2 separate regions of the Pan troglodytes genome follow, and region 1 is linked to region 2. Evidence: chromatin contacts called from public HiChIP or PLAC-seq data. All regions are on one chromosome and are shown on one strand. The core of a region is the stretch at or near the end of the contact, and the rest is flanking DNA. Distances in the headings are between cores, read along the strand shown.

Region 1 (3,499 bases), core at 326-2,825, 210 kb after region 2:
GAAAACCCACTCCTGCCACACAAAAAGGTCAACAGAGAAAGACCAGACTAGATCCTGGCTGTGGCTCAGCAAGTCGGGGGAGGTGGGGATCTGTGCGGATCTGTGCCAGGGGCTACCAGGGAGGGCAGGGCCTTCCCAGATCCTCTGGAATTCTAAGCCAACCGGACAATCGAGTTAGGGTAAGGGATGGTTTTGGAAGAGGCCGGTGATGGGAGCCGATGATGGGAGCCTGCCGGAGGTTCCACAAGAGCCTAGAGGAAGCCTAGAGACGCTGGCACAATTCAGTCCTCACCGAAATCATTTCCTCTTTCTACAGTTCTTGTACCCCCATCTTGACAGATCAGTTCGCACAAGAATGCGACCCTTTCGCTGCCCTTTTTTAGGAAATGGTTTTCATGAGACCAGCTTTGAATGACACGGGCGGGTACACCAGATGCTAATGGCTGCTGAAAACGCCCTTAGAACCGGCTCTTCTTTTAGAAGAAGGAATTCTGGAATGCGGAGTGGGCCCCCGAAAGGAAGCGACCCTACGTTTATCTGAATTCCCAGGGGCGGTTCGCCAGCGGCTCCCTGCGTCCTCGCCGGGTCCCCTGTCTGCAGTCCCCGGGCCGCACGGATTGACTGCTTCTTTGTTTCTGGCTGCTTTAAGGCTTCTTCGGGCGGAGAAAACCCCACTTTAGGGGAGTGATGGTGGGGAGGACTTTCCCAGGCAGCTTCTTTCACCCGCAGCAGGGAAGTTTGCAGGGCGCGCTCCGCACAGGTCACTGCCTCACCTTCCACCCCGGCCGCGCCCTCGGCTTTCACCCCCTTGGCTGGGTTCGCTTTTGGTTTTATTTTTCTGTTTTACGTGAATAAATCAATTGCCCCCAGGAGGCAAAAGAGCACTCAGCGACTTGGCTGAGCAACTTAAACTTTCTGCCGGAAGGAAACTATCAAAAGCGGAGGAGAAAGCCCTCGGGGCCCCAGACTCGCCGCCACTGCCCCGTCCCCGCTGGGGGTCCCCGCGAGGTCGCCGCGGATCCGGGGACTCGCGGGCCGGGAGGAAAGAGCGGAGTAAGCCCGGGGCAGGCTCGGACCCGGACCCCGGCAGGGTGAGAGCGGGGGCGGACCAGAGGGGCGCACGGACGGCGGGGAGGCGGAGAACAGGCGGGGTGCGGAGAGCGAGGGGCGCGGAGAGCGAGGGGCGCACGGACTAGGGGAGCCAGGGGGACCCGGGGAACCAGGGGGCGCGCGGACGAGGGGGACGGGGGCTACGAGAGGGGTGCGGAGAGCGAGGGGATCACGGGGACTGAGCGCGCAGGGAATAGGGGAGCGAAGGGGCGCGAGAGCGCGGGCCGGGGTCCGCCGGCGGGTGGCGGCCAGGACTCACCCCGAGAAGGCACACTTTGAGCTCCCGTATCGCCATCATGTGCTCGCAGCCAGGCAGTGCCGGGGCTCAGCAGCATCCTCCGGGGCCGCCGCGCCCGCGCCCCGCCGGCGTCTCTCGCCTCTGCCCCTCGCTCGCGCCGCCCGCGGGCGGAACCGCCGCCGCTGCTATTTCTGGGCCGCCGGCCCCGCCGCGGTGGGTCACGTGGCCGCCGGCCGGCTCCTCCCGGGCGCGTCGGGTCCAGCCTCGCCGGCCCCCAGCTCCCAGGAACGCCCCCGGACGGCGTCAGCCACCCGGGACCTGCGGCGTCGCCTGCGGATTGCCTCCGCCCTCGGACCAGCCCCGCGCGGGTCGGCCTCCCCCAGCGCCCTCCGGCATCCGCCCCTCCCGGCCCCGCCTGGCCGCAGGGCCTGGGTGGGTAGGAAGGACTGGACCGGCCCTGTGGAGACCTGGCCCCACTACCAGCGGGTCCCTGAAGATGCCATTCTCATCTGGAAAGCGAATGCTCTCGGCCGAGGCCGTTTGCGTGGCAGCGCGTGGAGGTCTGCGGGTGGTCCCATCCTCAAGCGACATTCTGGGTCCCACGCAGAAAAAGTCAGGCCACTGAAGGGGCCGCTGTGAGGACAGGGGTGAGGAGAAGGGGGCTAACTTTTCGGCCTGCCTTTCTCGACGTTCCTAATACCCGAGCTTCCGTTTAACATATGTGTGGCTCTTCAGCTCAGCCAAGTTCATTTTTCTGTATGCAGCTGAAAATGATTCTAGAAGCAAAACTCGCTGTCCGTGTCTGAAACAGGAAACTTGCTTTCTGGAGCAAAACTCTTTTTCTCAGTAGAGCAAATCCTGCAACTTGTGTGGGCAGAAACCCAGTCCTCAGAAGTACAGGTAGAAACGTGGAGATCCCAGCAGACCCCTGCATCGTTCCTAACTGGGAAATGAGCAGAGTCCGTGGCCGCACACAGTCGGGGAGGCTTGGGTAACTGTGTTCTCTTCTCCATGTATGGCCTAGAGCACCTCATCCACTCAGATGACTTCATTCGTTGCTGCTACAGAAATGTCAGCCTTTTCAATGTAATCTGTCTGAACAATTCACTGGCATTTCAGATGGGAAATGTTTTTTTAAAAACTGATTTTTTGAAACTTCATCTCCTATCCCAAACTCTCAGGCCTCTCTCCTAACCTTCCCATTTTAATCAATGGCATTTCCATTCTCCTAGCAGACCTCCCACCGTGATCATCTGGCTTTGTTCCTACGGAAGCCAGGTTGAAGCTACCCAGTACCCAAGTAGCCCCATCCAATGGGAAATTCCAAATCAAGGCCTCCAAAGAGATAAGTCCTGGAATACTGGAGTCAAAATGGGCCCCGAAACAGACAATTCACAATTAAATTCCCCAGAAGAGCAAGAAGTTTGCCCTGGAGGTGCAGGCTTGTGGAGATTACTCAAATGGACTAAACTGTACAAAAGGCAGCCATGAACAAGTTACAGGTCCATTGTATCAGTATCCGTCCTTGACTTTGTATCCAAAGCAGAGTCTTCTATGTGGGCAGGGTAAAAAGAGGCTTGCCCAGAATCAAACAGTCCTGATCACAATATCTCCCTGCCCTCAGATTTGCTAATCAGAAAACCACCCCTACACAGTTGCAAAGACACCTCCCCCAAGGCCTTCGCCAGCCCTGAGGGCACCTGCTAAGACTTGGATCTCCACACTGAAACATGTCCTTTTGGCTTTCCCGCTTGATTCCCAAAAGCCAGTCAAACCAGGGTGGAAGCCTCCACTGTGTTCTACATCCCGTGCAGTGAGTGGAGCTTTGTGAAGTTGCCTTAGATTGCTAAGGGCAGAACTGTGCCCAGACAGAAATAGGCAAATCGGATTTCTCTTGTGTTCCCTTACTCTTTTTCATGACTGCTCTCATTCTGCTCTCTTCTCCACTAGCCCGGGTGTCTGGGACGCTTGCGTCGTTTCTAGGCTCTCCCAAAAGAGTCCCGTATCCAGCCCTTCCCTCCCTGAGAATCGCCCCAGTCTATTTGTCCTTCTCCCCTCCCCTAGTTCTGTTAAAAATGACCTCATTTGCGTCTCATTCTGATCAGGCCTTGGGCTCTTCTTTACAAAGTGGCAATCCTAGTCTGTCAACTG
Region 2 (3,855 bases), core at 144-2,643:
TTCCTAAAGTACACTACACATTGACAAGGAAACGGACCAAAAGCCCCTGGGATTCTTCCAGGATCACCAAGTCAGACTAAAAACTTATCACCGGCAGTACTACAAAAACCTACAAAGTTCCAGAGCTGGGTGACACCTTATCAGCCTTCTCAGGATCTGTCGGAAACCGCAAACGTAAAAGCAAAAAAGTCACACGCACTGAAGGTTTCTCAGCAGAGGAGCTCAACTAAAGGGCTAAATAAAAGCACGCGGGTGGCACACTGAAATGTCGTAGAAGGCAGGAAGCCCCGCTACTATGAACCTACAACTCTCCGTTTGCAGCTGACGCATCGCTCCTGCCCGCACGCACCTGGGTCCGTGCCAACAGCACCGGGCAGCCCTCGCCAGGCACCTCCAAGGACTCTCCACCTCCCCGGCGCGTCCTACACCTGACGGCCGAGTTCTAAACCTGGCGGAAAGGTGACAAGCGACGCCCTCCGCGGAACCCGAGGGCCGGCTGCACCGAGCTCTCCCCGGGCCGGGGCAGGGGCCGGGGGGGCGGCTCTCACTCCCAAGGGGTCCCGCGCCGCGCCCTAGCCTCCCCGCGCCGCTGACAGCCGGGAGCGGGCGACAGACGCAGCTTGCGCCACCTCCAGAGCCCACTCCCCGCCGCAGCCCAGAGCGCACGCCCTCGGGTGCCCAGCCGCCCACGCCCCGCCGAAGCACGCCGTCGGCCTCTGGGGCCAAGGACGCGGGCCCAGGCGGACCGCGGCGCGGGCGGGACCGGACGCCCAGGAGGCGCCCCCGCGGGACCGCAAGATGGCGGCGGCGGCGGCGCCAGGGCCGGGCTCCCCTCCGCCTCGCCCCGGCCGGCGCGCGCACCGCAGCGCGGGCGGGCGGGAGGGGATGAAGCGGGCCGGAGCAAGGGGCAGGCCGGCCGAGGTGGCGGCAAGAAAGCAGCCGGGAAAGGGAAGGCGCCGGGGCGTGGGGGAGGGGGCGCTCCCTTGGGCCAGGGACGCCGACGTGCCCTCCGCGCCCCCCGCCGCCAGCCAGCCGTCCGCGCGCCCCACCCCACCCGGGGGTGTCCCCGTTCTGCCTACCTTTGAATTTGAGGTCTGTGGGCGGATCGAGGACCAGGATCTGCTCGTGCTTCGCCATGGCCCCTGAGGCGGACGCCATCGGAGAGACAGCGCAGAGCGGGGGCGCGCCCGCGGCGGCGGTTTGCTGACTGGGGGCGGGGGACGACGGCGGCGACGGCTCGGCCGAGCTCTAGGACGAGGCCAGGCTCGCGGCTCCCGAGCCCTAACGCCTGCCGCTGTGTCACCGGTTCGGTGGGCCACCCGCTGGGTCAGCAGCTCCGGGCCCCACAACTGACTCAACCCCACACCAGCCGCCACGGCCACGCGCACTGCGATCCTCGGCGACCCACGTGACGGCCTCTGCGTGCCTACGTGCGCGCCCCCGGCCGGGAGCTCCTAGCGCTTGTCCCGCCCTCCAGGCCTGCCTAGCGCGGCGCGGGGCTGCTGCGCCTGCGCGCTCGCGGCTTGCCGCGGCCCGGAGCGCAGCCCAGCTGTCAAGGGAACGGGTGTGGAAGGAGGCGGGGCAAAGGTCCACGGGACCGACGCGATGCGCAGCGCAGGGCTGGAAGCGCAGTCCTCTGTCACCTTGAGCTCCGAGTACGGAACTAGAGAAACTGCTCTGGCAGCGCATCACACTCTTCCAAGTGGGAATGCCCAGTGGAAGGGACAAGTAGTAGTAGGGAAGCGCCCACTCACTACAACTCCCGGCATGCCCCCTGCGGGGCGGGGCCTTCGCCGAGGGCCTGGCCCTTTGCGGCCCTGCGCGGTGCTTGCTGGGAACTGTAGTAACGGCTGTTTGTGGGTGGAAAGGAGAGCTAGGTCTGTTGGAGGCGAATGGGGTGGGGTTCGCGGACGCTAATTTTGGCTCTCAGAGCGCGTCTAGTTTGCGCTAAAAAAGAAAAAACTTGAAGACTGAAACGAGGCCCCAATGTTAGAAATATATTAATAAAATCTGCCCTGTGGAGAACAGGCGTGGGGGGATGTGTCCGTTTGCTCTAATTCTATCCAATCCTCTGTTGGCAGGGCTGCATTCCCCGTGGTATCCAATTCAGCCTCTCCTGCTTCCTGAGTTCTCTGCAGTGATGCAAAATCAGATAAGGAAACGCACCTCGTCTAGGAAGCAAGGGGAAATATGACAAAGCACACAGAAACTAGAAATAAAAGTCAAAAATCTACACCATCGAACCCAAATAATCTTCTTCAGTTTTAATGATGGACCCAAACCAAAACAGTTCTCACGTTCACATGTTAGAAACTAACTCCATCTGCATCACTTACGATAGGCTGTAGTAAACTGAACCAAATAAGAAAAATCCCAGCAGCAAACTTGCTGACAAAACTTTAGCCGATTGCCAGGGTAGTCCGGTACAGGAACGTCAAATGAAACCAATGTGCTGTAAATAAACCTTTATTGTATTTTGTGATACGGTTTGAATTTAAATCCCTAGGTAGCGCCACGAAACAAAAGACATATTGATGCTACTGCCATGGAGCAGCACAGTTTGTCTAGAAAATAAACGAGACGAAACAGTAGTCTAGAAGTAGGCACCAAATCCAAGTTTTCATGTGCGATCCAGGTATCAGGGTCCATCCAGGAACAGCCTGCTGGAATTGCTAGCCTGGCATTCACAGAAGATTGTGCCACCCAGGAGGAATGTGTTTTCAGCCCTGAAATTCCTGGGAGTGAGAGGTGAAGCCAGCTGGATTTCTGGGTTGGGTGGGGACTTGGAGAACTTTTCTTACAAGAGGATTGTAAAATGCACCAATCAGCACTCTGTAGCTAGCTAGAGTTTTGTAAAATGCACCAATCAGTGCTCTGTAAAAATGCACCTATCAGCACTCTGTAGGTAGCTAGAGGTTTGTAAAATGGACCAATCAGCACTCTGTAAAATGGACCAATCAGCAGGGCATGGGCAGGGACAAATAAGCCAATAAAAACTGGCCACCCCAGCCTGCAGGGGCAGCCTGCTTGGGTCCTTTTCCACATTGTGGAAGCTTTGTTCTTTTGCTCTTCACAATAAATCTTGCTGCTGCTCAGTCTTTGGGTTTGGGTTTGTGCCATCATTTCTTTCTTTCTTTTTTTTTTTTTTTTTTTTTGAGAGGGAGTCTCGCTCTGTCCCCCCAGGCTAGAGTGCAGTGGCATGATCTCAGCTCACTGCAAGCTCCGCCTCCCAGGTTCACGCCATTCTCCTGCCTCAGCCACCTGAGTAGCTGGGACTACAGGCGCCTGTCACCATGCCCAGCTAATTTTTTTATATTTTTAGTAGAGGTGGGGTTTCACCGTGTTAACCAGGATGGTCTCGATCTCCTGACCTCATGATTCACCCGCCTTGGCCTCCCAAAGTGCTGGGATTACAGGACTGACCTAGTGATCCACCCGCCTTGGCCTCCCAAAGTGTTGGGATTACAGGCATGAGCCACCACGCCTGGCCTGGGTTTGTGCCATCTTTAAGAGCTGTAACATTCACCGTGAAGGTCCGGGGCTTCATTTTTGAAGTCAGCAAGACCAGGAACCCACTGGAAGGAATCAACTCCGGATGCAGGAGGATAGAGTGCTTAAGTAGTTTGAAGCATATTCTAAATTTACCTTTACTGTGATTTCTTCCTATTCACAAAATTTATTTTGAGAAGTCAATTATCATTAAGGTAGAATACAAAAAAAATTGTTTATTAAAATGGGGGTTCAAGTTTTGTTTTTGTTTAAGAAAAAAAAAAAGCTAAAAGTGACAATCAGTCCGAAGGATAGTGTCCCACATAGGTTTAGTTGTGAATTGACAACCCTAAAGGCCCTCACAAA

Evidence for each region. HiChIP or PLAC-seq counts read pairs in DNA pulled down with a chosen protein or histone mark.
Region 1: an H3K4me3 HiChIP or PLAC-seq map of stem cell-derived excitatory neurons shows a contact between it and region 2, with 2.3 times the contacts expected there. The contact joins the promoter of RAB31 here to the promoter of VAPA in region 2. A contact is called at or near these places in 2 of 7 Hi-C or Micro-C datasets (blood and stem cell-derived neural progenitor cells) and 1 of 1 datasets of contacts at active chromatin or transcription factors (stem cell-derived excitatory neurons).

What each region holds. Positions count from the first base shown.
Region 1 is chr17:21,187,757-21,191,255 of NHGRI_mPanTro3-v2.0_pri, forward strand. RAB31 (RAB31, member RAS oncogene family) reads right to left here and starts at 1,576. Exons shown (of 7, transcript XM_523865.7): 1 at 1,370-1,576. The coding sequence starts at 1,408.
Region 2 is chr17:20,982,659-20,986,513 of NHGRI_mPanTro3-v2.0_pri, forward strand. It overlaps VAPA (VAMP associated protein A), which reads right to left and starts at 1,394. Exons shown (of 7, transcript NM_001280235.1): 1 at 1,080-1,394. The coding sequence starts at 1,137. It overlaps LOC129137842 (a long non-coding RNA gene), which reads left to right and starts at 1,531. Exons shown (of 2, transcript XR_010152020.1): 1 at 1,531-1,655; 2 at 2,082-2,482. It overlaps TXNDC2 (thioredoxin domain containing 2), which reads right to left. Exons shown (of 2, transcript XR_010152021.1): 2 at 3,321-3,855.